3 separate regions of the Mus musculus genome follow, and all the other regions are linked to region 2. A link is a contact called in public HiCAR-type and HiChIP or PLAC-seq data. All regions are on one chromosome and are shown on one strand. Each heading gives the region's core, a stretch centred on a gene start, on an enhancer-like site or on the middle of the called end of the contact. The rest is flanking DNA. Distances are from core to core; before and after follow the strand shown. Region 1 holds the start of Dock2 (dedicator of cyto-kinesis 2). Region 2 holds the start of Npm1 (nucleophosmin 1). Region 3 holds the start of Spdl1 (spindle apparatus coiled-coil protein 1).

Evidence for each region. HiCAR-type assays count read pairs that join an accessible place to other places. HiChIP or PLAC-seq counts read pairs in DNA pulled down with a chosen protein or histone mark.
Region 1: an H3K27ac HiChIP or PLAC-seq map of large pre-B cells shows a contact between it and region 2, with 3 times the contacts expected there. The contact joins the promoter of Dock2 here to the promoter of Npm1 in region 2. A contact is called at or near these places in 1 of 39 promoter capture datasets (embryonic stem cells) and 2 of 115 datasets of contacts at active chromatin or transcription factors (large pre-B cells and thymic regulatory T cells).
Region 3: a HiCAR-type map of astrocytes shows a contact between it and region 2, with 4 times the contacts expected there. The contact joins the promoter of Spdl1 here to the promoter of Npm1 in region 2. A contact is called at or near these places in 3 of 39 promoter capture datasets (the C10 cell line, embryonic stem cells and pre-B cells), 1 of 115 datasets of contacts at active chromatin or transcription factors (astrocytes) and 1 of 9 other capture datasets (macrophages).

Annotation. Positions count from the first base shown.
Region 1 is chr11:34,782,164-34,785,665 of GRCm38.p6, forward strand. Dock2 (dedicator of cyto-kinesis 2) reads right to left here and starts at 1,742. Exons shown (of 52, transcript NM_033374.3): 1 at 1,618-1,742. The coding sequence starts at 1,660.
Region 2 is chr11:33,161,392-33,164,650 of GRCm38.p6, forward strand. Npm1 (nucleophosmin 1) reads right to left here and starts at 1,815. Exons shown (of 11, transcript NM_008722.3): 1 at 1,531-1,815; 2 at 157-236. The coding sequence starts at 1,588.
Region 3 is chr11:34,831,944-34,835,030 of GRCm38.p6, forward strand. It overlaps Spdl1 (spindle apparatus coiled-coil protein 1), which reads right to left and starts at 1,698. Exons shown (of 12, transcript NM_027411.2): 1 at 1,545-1,698.

The DNA of each region.
Region 1 (3,502 bases), core at 492-2,991, 1.6 Mb after region 2:
GACCGTCATCATCTTTGTCGTCTTCCTCCTCCTCCTCCTCATCATCATCTTCACCTCATTACAGATGAAGAAACAAGTCTAGATTTGAACTTAAGTTGGACTTCACAACCCAAACTTCTAACCTTCTCCAGACTCCTCAAGGCAGAAGCTGTGCCTTTCTTAAGCACACTGCCTTGCCTGGGAGGAGTCTACTCTGCTTCCACCCCAGGCCTTCTCTGGAGCTCTGATGGAGTCCTGTGGCAAGGCTGTAGCAGGAATGGAAAATAACCTGGTAGGGATTGCCTAAGGCACCCAGAGATGGCCCAGCTGTCTCAACTCCTCACACTTCTCTAACCTTTTGCCTCCCTCCAAGCCCTGTGCCCACCATCTCCAGTGGCCTTCACAATGCAATGCTATGAAATAGGAAAGTGTTAGTACCTGTCATAGAGTGGGGGGAGGAAGGGTGTGGTCTAGGCTTCCACTTAACCCACACCACACCCTTGCCTCCCCTCACAGCAGATTTAAGAGCCCTTCCTTTCTGAGCGTGCTTCTCCAGGCCAGCTAATTTGCCCTAAGACACAAGGTTGCCCCGCCCACATCCCCTGCCCTTTTCACAGTCCTTCTGTTCCTGTATAAATTGCTAGTGGGGATACCCCAGGTGGAAAGGCCGGAGTTGGAGAAGTTTTGAACTTTTAAAGGAGCCTTTATTGAGTCAAATTCAAACTTCCCATTTTATGGATGGAGAACCTGAGACCCCTTGCAGATATGACTTGTCAGTTCTCTGCTGGGGACTTTTCATCTCAAAGTGCCTCACAGTGCCAAATGCTTGCCTGTAGAGGATGGATAGATCTGAGAACCCCCAAAGTAGCCACTCTCAAACTGTGGCTCATGAATACACACACACACCCTGCATCTATCACTCCCACCTCTGAGCTGCCTCAGGCCCGGCCTGTTGAAGCATCCTCTCTTGGGGAGATCTGCGATCTGGCAGTATGGAAATCCCCCAGTCAACCTTTAAATTCTCACTTAGAGTTGGCAGGATTGCATCACTGGTGCCACTTAGAGTCACATTACCTGACACCTCCCTTCCCCCAGCCACCACTTCCGCCCCCAGTTTGAAGCAGAGGCTTCTGGGAGCTTAGATGGCTGAAGCTGATGAGGCTGTTTTCTCCGATAATTTGACAGGACTCACTCTCTCAAAAGCTCTAATGAAAGACCCCATTGGCTTTGTCCCGGCCCCAAACTGGATACCTGGGATATTAGAGCAGTTAGATCAGAGTCACCTGACCGAGAGCAAACCAGCAAACGAGATGGACAGAGCCATGGTGGCTTGAAGACTGGCTAATGGAGAGTGCTCTGTGCAAAGCAAAGTCTGGTACACAGAGCTGCGGGGCCACCTCATCTTAAGGATGTGTGAGCAAGCACTTGGGAGAGGCTGAAGGCAAGAATATACTTTCTCTGCCTTCATTTTCTCCTTCAACCCGGCGACTGCAGCAGAGAGAAAGCACTGCGTTCCAGACCATAAGTTAGCATGGCCCGCCCTGCCCTCACCCATCCTGCAGGTCCCATCACATCTGCCTCCAGCCACCTGCCCTCTGCCGCAGCGCAGACCCAGTGCCCACACTTGCCCACACCTACCCACTCCGTGACGCTCCTTGTCAGTTTTGCGCCAGGGGGCCATGGCAAGACCGGAGCCTTGAGAGCCTCCTGTTCTCTAGTGAAGAAGCTGGCTGGGGTGGTTAGGCGCCTTGCAGGGCCCCACTTCCTTCCTCTTTTTAAACTCTCTCTCTCTCAAGGTCCGCCTTCCCCTCCTCTGGGTCCCCACTCCCTCCTCCCCCTTCTTCTCCAGCAGGGGCACACACAGCCAAGGGCTAGAAGATTGCCTTCAAAATTTGGAGACCACCCTCATTTGTCTCTTCCGGAGGAAAGTGGCTACAAGGCATACAGGTACTTAAAGCCAACCCAGACCGCGAGGGTAGAGTTTCCCTGACTTCTGAACCCTGTTAGTGACTAAGCATGAGCTTTGGGGGCTGATCTTCATTTCTCGGTGTTTCGGGTTCTTCATCAGGAAGATGGGGTAAGATTGCCCCTTCACCTGCTTTTCCTGAGGATTAGAGAAGAACCTGTACTCAGTGAGTGACACGCTAGAGATGGGGTCACTTTAGTTAGCATCCTTTCTGTGCCATGAACCCAACTGGGAATCCGATGCCAGCCCAGAAGCCTCCCTCTAACACTACTCAGGCACACCAGCAGGTCTGGGCACCTTCACCACCAGCAAGCGTGGGCAGGGCAAGAGACAGCCAGGGTGAATTAGACAGACATTTCCCCACAAACCTGAAGTTTGCTCTTGGAATAGATTCAATTGAAGAGGAAAATATCTCTCAGGGCTACCATCACAATGATCTAAGTCTCCTTGAATTTTCTTTCTTTATTACCATTTCCCATAACCTCTTTCTGCCCTACCCCAGACACATTAGGAAAGACCAGGCAAAATCACTACTGACAGTTTTCACAAAATACCAATTTTCTTTCATTTTAATTTATTGGCTTTTCAGTTTCTGACAGCACAAGTTGGGTGCATCTGTTAGATTACTTTTCCCTAGGAACACATGAAACCCTCTACCCACCACAGATAGGGCTCTAATGACAGACCTTAGCAATGACTCCTCTCAAGTCTAGGTTGGGAAATCAAAGAGTTCGTTGAATTTGCTTCTAGGAACACAACTGAGGGGTTACTTAAAGGAGCATAGGTGAACCCCAAAACAGCTACATCACTAAAATGTCTCACCCCACATTGGATGAGAACTTCCCCATAGCTGCATAGGTATAGTCTCCTCTTTCATTAATCCATCACACACTCTGTCACCTCTCAGACCATGTGACTATGTATGCCTGAGACAAAGTTACATGCAGCTGCCAGAGACACTCAGAAAGGACTGGCTGAAATCCCAGAAGGGGTTCTAATGACTCCCCCACTCTCCCTTGGCAACAGGCCAAATCTTGGGGAATCTCTTGGGAATAGTCACAAGTGTTCTAGTGGCCCTTGTAAGAGCTAGAAGATTTGGAAGACAGCACAGCACAGCAGCAGCAGCCACAGTAAGCAGCTATATCACAGCTTTGTGGAAAGATCAAAGCCAGGAGAATGTGTGTATGCATTTAATATTCATTACTTAGTAACATTTTTTGTTGTTGTGACAAAACACTGACCATGACCAAGGCAACTTACAAAGAAAGCATTTAATTTAGGGCTTACAGTTCAAGAGCGTGGTACCATCCATGATCATCTTGGCAGGGACCATGAGAGCAGGCAGGAAGACATAGGGCTGGAGCAGTAGTAGAACACTTATATCTGATCCACAAGCATGAGGCAGAGAGTTACCTGAGAACAGCATGTGATGTGTTTATAAAAAGATAAAGAGGTATAAGTCATGTTCTATGGGGCTGTGGTAAGGTATGGGGAAAGGGGTGTCTCGGCAGGCCCATGCTGAGACACCCCTTTCCCTTGAGGGAAGGCACAGTATAG
Region 2 (3,259 bases), core at 565-3,064:
CAAGCACTGTTCTACAAAGCACCTATCTAGCACCTTGGAGTGACCAAGCTATACAAAATTACAAGTGACAAAGATCCCCTATCTTTTCTGGGATTAAACTCCTAGTTCATCAGTAGGAAATGTCTGAAATGTTTTTAAGTTTCAGAGCTTACATACCGTTCTTAATGACAACTGGTGCTCATTTTCATCATTATCCACTTTAAAGTGATAGTCTTTGTCAGCCTTTAGTTCACAGCCTGTATGTAAGACAAAAACAAGAAAGCAAACCTAGCAATGATACTTACATCAAAACCCAAAGCCTAAAGTTCTGTGAAATCAACTCAAATGAAACATTAAAAAAAAAAATCTTTAATTTTCTCATAGTACTAACTACATTGAGGCAACATTGCTGGTTTCCACAGTAGACTTAATGAGTCTCTTTAAAGTAGTATGGTGAAATCGGTATAAACACTACTAGAATTAATGAACGAGTGGCAGAGTTCACTGTTCCTTTAATCTCAGGACTGTTAAAAAGCTAAAACGTGAATCACTGAAAAACAAACTGATTCTTTTAAACAAAAACTGGGTGTAGGGTAGGCAGCAAGACTATAGATGTGATCCCCAAAAGCCTTGATGCTAAAGCGAATCTTGTCTGTTCAACAGATCCTTCCCTCTCCCCACCCCAAGAAAAAGTAGTTCTAGATAGAGCCAGGTAGATGATTTAAGGGTACTCCTAACATTAAGCCACGTGGGCCATCAGTACAGCTATCTGCAACGTGATGCTGACTCCGCCTACCAGAGGCAAATTAAAAAGGGGGGGCTCCATCACTGTGGATACTGAAAGATATGAACAAAGATCTCAAAAACCCATACGCCACGGGCTATGAAATAAACATTTCCCTCCCAGAACTTTTAACTAAGCCACAAGATCCCACGGCTGAAGGTTGGCTAGAGTCGGAGAGCCCGGATGTAGAGCCCACACCCCCTCCCTAACCCCCAACCACGTGGCAACCACGTGCTCCTAGGGGTTGCTGCCCCTTCTGCCTCAGGGCGCCTGCTCGGACCATTCCCCGTTACTGGGCGAAGCCCTCGGTCGCCACAGAATACAAGATGCGGCCCCTGGAAAGCCCAGCGCCTGCAGATGTATCCTCCCCAACAGGGCGGAGGTAGGCCTCGCCTCGCTCCACAGGCCCCTTTCTCCCGTGCCGCCTGCCGTGGCTCAACACAAGAGGAAAAAAAGGAGCTCGGAAGCGACCGTGCGGGCTTTCGTGCACAGGAGAAACGCCTCTCAAGTTCGCGCCACAGGCAAGGTCGCACCCTCGCCGGCCGGCCGGCCGCTCCTAACACCCGAGGCTACAGGCTGGGCCGCTCCCGCCCCATTTTCCGGCGGCTTTCCTAGTGTTCAGGCCGCTGCTTCTAAGGCCTGGGAGATTCCTCCTTGCTCTCCGGCCTCCACCTACGCCGCGTTCCCCACACGCCAGGCCTCGGCTGGGCTCCCGCCCCCCCCCCCATCACCAGGCCCTGCACACGCTTCCCCCTCCAGTCAGTTACCGAAAAGGTAGTTCTGAGGCCTAAGAGGACTCATGTCCATATCCATCGAGTCTTCCATGAGGTGGAGGCGCGCACTTCGGTGTGGGAGAAGCCGGACGGAAAACAACTGCCTCCTGTTCCACAGAACAGACGCGCAGGACGGAATCACGCCAAGGAAAGGACGCGGGCTCTCCGCACGTATATATGGTCGCAGGAGATCTCGCGAGATCTGCGCTAGTCCTGCCTCCGCGAGCCTCCTCTGGATCCCTCCCACTCCCCGCACAGTCGCGCTTTTGCGCGTGCGCCTTTCATCCTCACGCCTAGGTACCTCGCCCCCCTCCTCCTCCAGGTGCTTGGCGGGCTCTCACTGCGCACGCGCGTTCGTCTCTGGCCCCGTCCCTCCACTACTGTCGCCCAAGCGCAGGCGCGTTTTCTCTTTGTGGCCTCGCTCTGGGTTTTCAGGGCTTCCACGTCTTCTCCGCTCGTGCTCGCGGGCCCAGGGCCGAGAGCGTGCGCAGCCCACCCTGAAAGATGGCGGCTGCAGCCAGGGAACCACAGAGCGTCTCTTTTCTCCACCCTCCGTTCCCCGTAGGCCTGGAACAAGCATAATCACCTCAGGATTTGGCTTGCTCGAAGGCTTGCTCTTCGTTTTCACGTAGCTTCAGGAGCCCAGGGCGGAGTGGCTGGATCTAGGCTACTTTCCCCGCAGCCATGCTTTTGCACCTCTTTTCTGAGGCAGCATTTTCAAAACGAAAATTATCAGCTTTATGTCATTTGGGGACCAAAGAGAAACCCAGTCAGTCGCCTCCAAAGAGCATCTTTCTAAAACTTTAGAGCGTGCAGAACTGAGAAAACGCAGGCCGTCTTCATCATTCCAAATGAAGGCCTATCGCTTTTTTAGAAATTCATGAGCCTTAATACGAATCTTCGGCTGGGAATTAGCGCTTTAAAATGAATCCTGACGAACATCCCTCAGCGTTGGGTGCTTTCTGACAGCGGCCCTAATCTTTTTATCTCAACATGGAGCTAGCATATTTAAGAATTTGGGGGAGGAATGTAGATAATGGTACCAATGTTTGTAGACTCCAGAGACGTGTCAGATATAAATGCATGTGAGCCCATTACGTATCAAATCCTAAATTCGGAGATATCTGTCAATATGTGAATTTCAGTTTGCAACTATAAGGAAAAAATCATGAAACTTGGAAGAATTGTGTGTGTAAATAAACAGAGAAAAAAAAAAAAAAAGTCGGGCGTGGTGGCGCACGCCTTTAATCCCAGTTTGCGGGAGGCAGAGGCAGGCGGATTTCTGAGTTCGAGGCCAACCTGGTCTACAGAGTGAGTTCCAGGATAGCCAGGGCTATACAGAGAAACCCTGTCTCGAAAAACCAAAATAATAATAATAATAAAATAAACAGAGATAGACTGGGTATAGTGTGGGAAAGAACGGGTGAACAGAATTTGACCATCCAAACTGAGAAGGTGCAGGAGGAAGCATTGATACCCCTTGAGCCTGTGCAAGCCAGACAGTTTGATTGTTTCTGGATTCTGAAGCTTATTTAAATGCAGCTCATGCTGGTTTAATCCCAGCACTCTGGAGGCACAGGCAAGTGGATCAGGAGTTCAAGACCAGTGGTCTACAGAGCAAGTTCCAGGATAGGCAGGACTACACAGAGACTCAGTTCTTCCTGCCTCCCCGAAACTTTAGGTGCCTTAGTTGTCACTGAATGATGCCACATGCTTAGGTACA
Region 3 (3,087 bases), core at 448-2,947, 1.7 Mb after region 2:
TATCTGAGCTCAAAGCTCACTTCCACATCCAACTGGCTACATCAATGTGAAAAAGTTTTGTGAGCATCTTGCTTCATCTATCTTAGAGATTCTATAAGATAAAAAGAGTAAAAGGAAACAAACAAACAAACAAAAACAAAAAAGCCGGGAGGTGGTGGCACACACCTTTAATCCCAGCACTCGGGAGGCAGAGGCAGGCAGATATCTGAGTTCGAGGCCAGCCTGGTCTACAAAGTGAGTTCCAGGACAGCCAGGGCTATTCAGAAAAACCTTGTCTCGAAAAACAAACAAAACAAAACAAAAACAAAAACAAAAAGAGTAAAAGGCATCTAACTAGATTAAGAACACATGAATTCTTACTAGGCATCAACAGAAATACCATGCCAGCCAAACGGATTTTAAACTTTTTTTTGGGGGGTGGGGGTAGTTACATTTTCACAAATAAGTACAAGTGAAAACATTTAACCCAAACATCCAAAATGTTACCACTGCAATCTGTAATCATTGAATAGATAAATAAACAAACCCAAGCAAAACTTTCAAGCCCAAAGTTCTCCTGCCTATAGGAGGCTCAGGGATAAAGATGGAGCAGAACCACTGAATGGCACAACTTGAAACCCATCCCATGAGAGAGAGCCAACCCCTGACACTATTAACGACCCCGTGCTATGTTTGCAGCCCTAACATAACTGTGTCTTGAGAGGCTTAACCCAGCAGCAGATGGAAGCAGAAGCAAAGGCCCATCAGGCATCAGGCAGGGCTCTGGGAGTCTCGTGAGGAAGAGTAGGGGATAGAATTGAGCAAGCTGAAGGGGTCAAGGCCACCACAGGAAGACATGCAAGTCAATCAACCTGGACCCATGGGGGCTCACTGAGGCTGAACCACCAACTAAGGAGGATGCAGGGGCTGGACCTAGGCCCCCTACGTATGTGTAGCAGATATGCAGCTTGGTCTTCCTGCAGGTCCCCTAACAATTGAAGCAGGGCTGTCTCTGACTCTGCTGCCTGCCATTGTACCCCTTACCCTACCTGGACCGCCTGGTTGGAACATGCTTATTTAACTCCGCTGGGATTTGATGTCCCAGGATGAGGTGGTACTGGGGGGGGGGGGGGACACGACTCCCCTTCTCTGAGAAAAGAGGGAGGGGTAGTAGTGGGGATAGGGATTGGGGGGCGGGACTGGGAGGAAAGTGGGGAGGGGGCTGCGATTGGGATATAATGTGAATAAAAGAAAAACAACAAAAAAAGTAAATAAGTAAAACATAAGCGAATGAGATGTTACAATGAGACTCCGTCCTGTGTGTCTGCTACATAATTGTAAGTTAATTCAGACTGCACCACTGGCTAAGGGTACTGGAGAATTCAAGACTCGGAGGTCCCAGACCACCCAGCACCGTATTTATCCTTCTGCAGTCAAACCCGCAGCGAAGCGGTCCGACCGAAGACTACACCGACCCGGAAGGCGGCTCCAGAGAACTCAGGTTCCTGAGAACAGGCGTTCCTCCCACCTCCTCCCGGTTCACCCTTCCCGACGCTCGCCCTTACCTCTCTCCTCACGCTTCCTGGCTGCTGCAACCGGAGGCCTGTCCGGAGAGCACTGGACTCCCAGATTCGTGACACTAACTCCACCTCAGCACAGAAATAACTCCCTCTTCACTCGGCAGCAGCACTGCTAAGTAAGCGCCGGGGATTTTTGAATACGGTTCCCGCGAGAACTCACGTTTCTCACGAGATGTCTTGTCCAATCCGCGCCTCCGGGGCAAACGAGTGGGGCGCCTTGCAGAGACTGCGCATGTGCATGCTCCGCGACTTGGGCTTTTGGGCGTTCCTGCTGCTTCGTTTTCTTAGAAGTGTCTGCTTTTAGTGAAGTGTGTTTCTCTGGTTTATTTATTTGTTGTCGTCTTTACCAACGCCAGTGTCGCCGGGTCGGAAGGTATTGTCAGCCCCTCGCTGGCCCGCCTGCAGTCGCCTTTAGGAGCTAAGGCGTTGAGTCTCACCAGGGCCAGCACAGTGCCACCTTCCACTGGGCTCGCCCCAGTTAGGACTGCGAACCACCCTGCCAGCCCTTGCACTTTGCGCAGAGGAAATTAAAGTCTCCTCCAAAGAAAACCTAAGTAATTCAAAATCACCGCAATAGGACTGCTATTGAGACGAACCCAGCTGGTTTTGCAGTACAGCTCGAGGGCATGCGTGTCTAAATAGAAATTCCTTGTAAACTTGCTTATTCTTTACACTTTTAAGCAATGGGAAATCTGGAGAGCTCTAGTAACTGGCACCTGGCATCATATCTTTTTTATCTATGGGCTTGGCTCTATGTCTTTTATCGTGGTTTACTGTGTTGAATCTTTGCCCTCTGTAGATGAAGGTGCCGAAGTGACACATTCCAAAAGTGAATCGGAAACTCCAGTCAGTAACATTCCCGTTTTGTTTTTCTTTATATAACAAAACGTCTGAGAAGGTTTTCACTATTCAGTTTCATCATCATCGTTATTATTTAGCTTTTTGAGACAGGGTCTCTATGTAGCCCTGACTGTCTTGGAACTCTCCCTGCAGACCGGACAAGCGATGAACTCACAGAGATCCTCCAGCCTCTGCCTCGGGAGTGCTGGGATTAGTTTGTTATATTGTACAGTAAATTGTCTCTTGACAAGATCACCAGCGTTTCTTTTTGTTTTTGTTTGTTTTATCATGAGGCCAATCCTGCACTGTACCCCAGTGATTTTTTACCTTCAGTGTCCAGTAGTCAGTGTTTATTTTTCCCCTTTCCTGCATTGCCTCCATTGAGTTTTAATATCTTGATGCTCCACACCCTTTGACTTTCTCACTTCATTTTCATTTGTAGACCGTTATTTCTGATGGAGCTAGACCAGACTTTAAAGGACTGAACTGTTTTAAGATAAACAACAATGATCCATCAAGCAGATATAATCACCACTGAGTTCTTCATTAAATGAAGCAAATTCCATTTCTTCTATCATTCTCAGATTCTTCAACTCAGGAGTCAGGAAGATAACCTCTATCGTTGGCCAGTCATGACTAGTTAATACCTGTAACTAAAATCTTTATGAATTCCTTGTTTTGTTCTTTG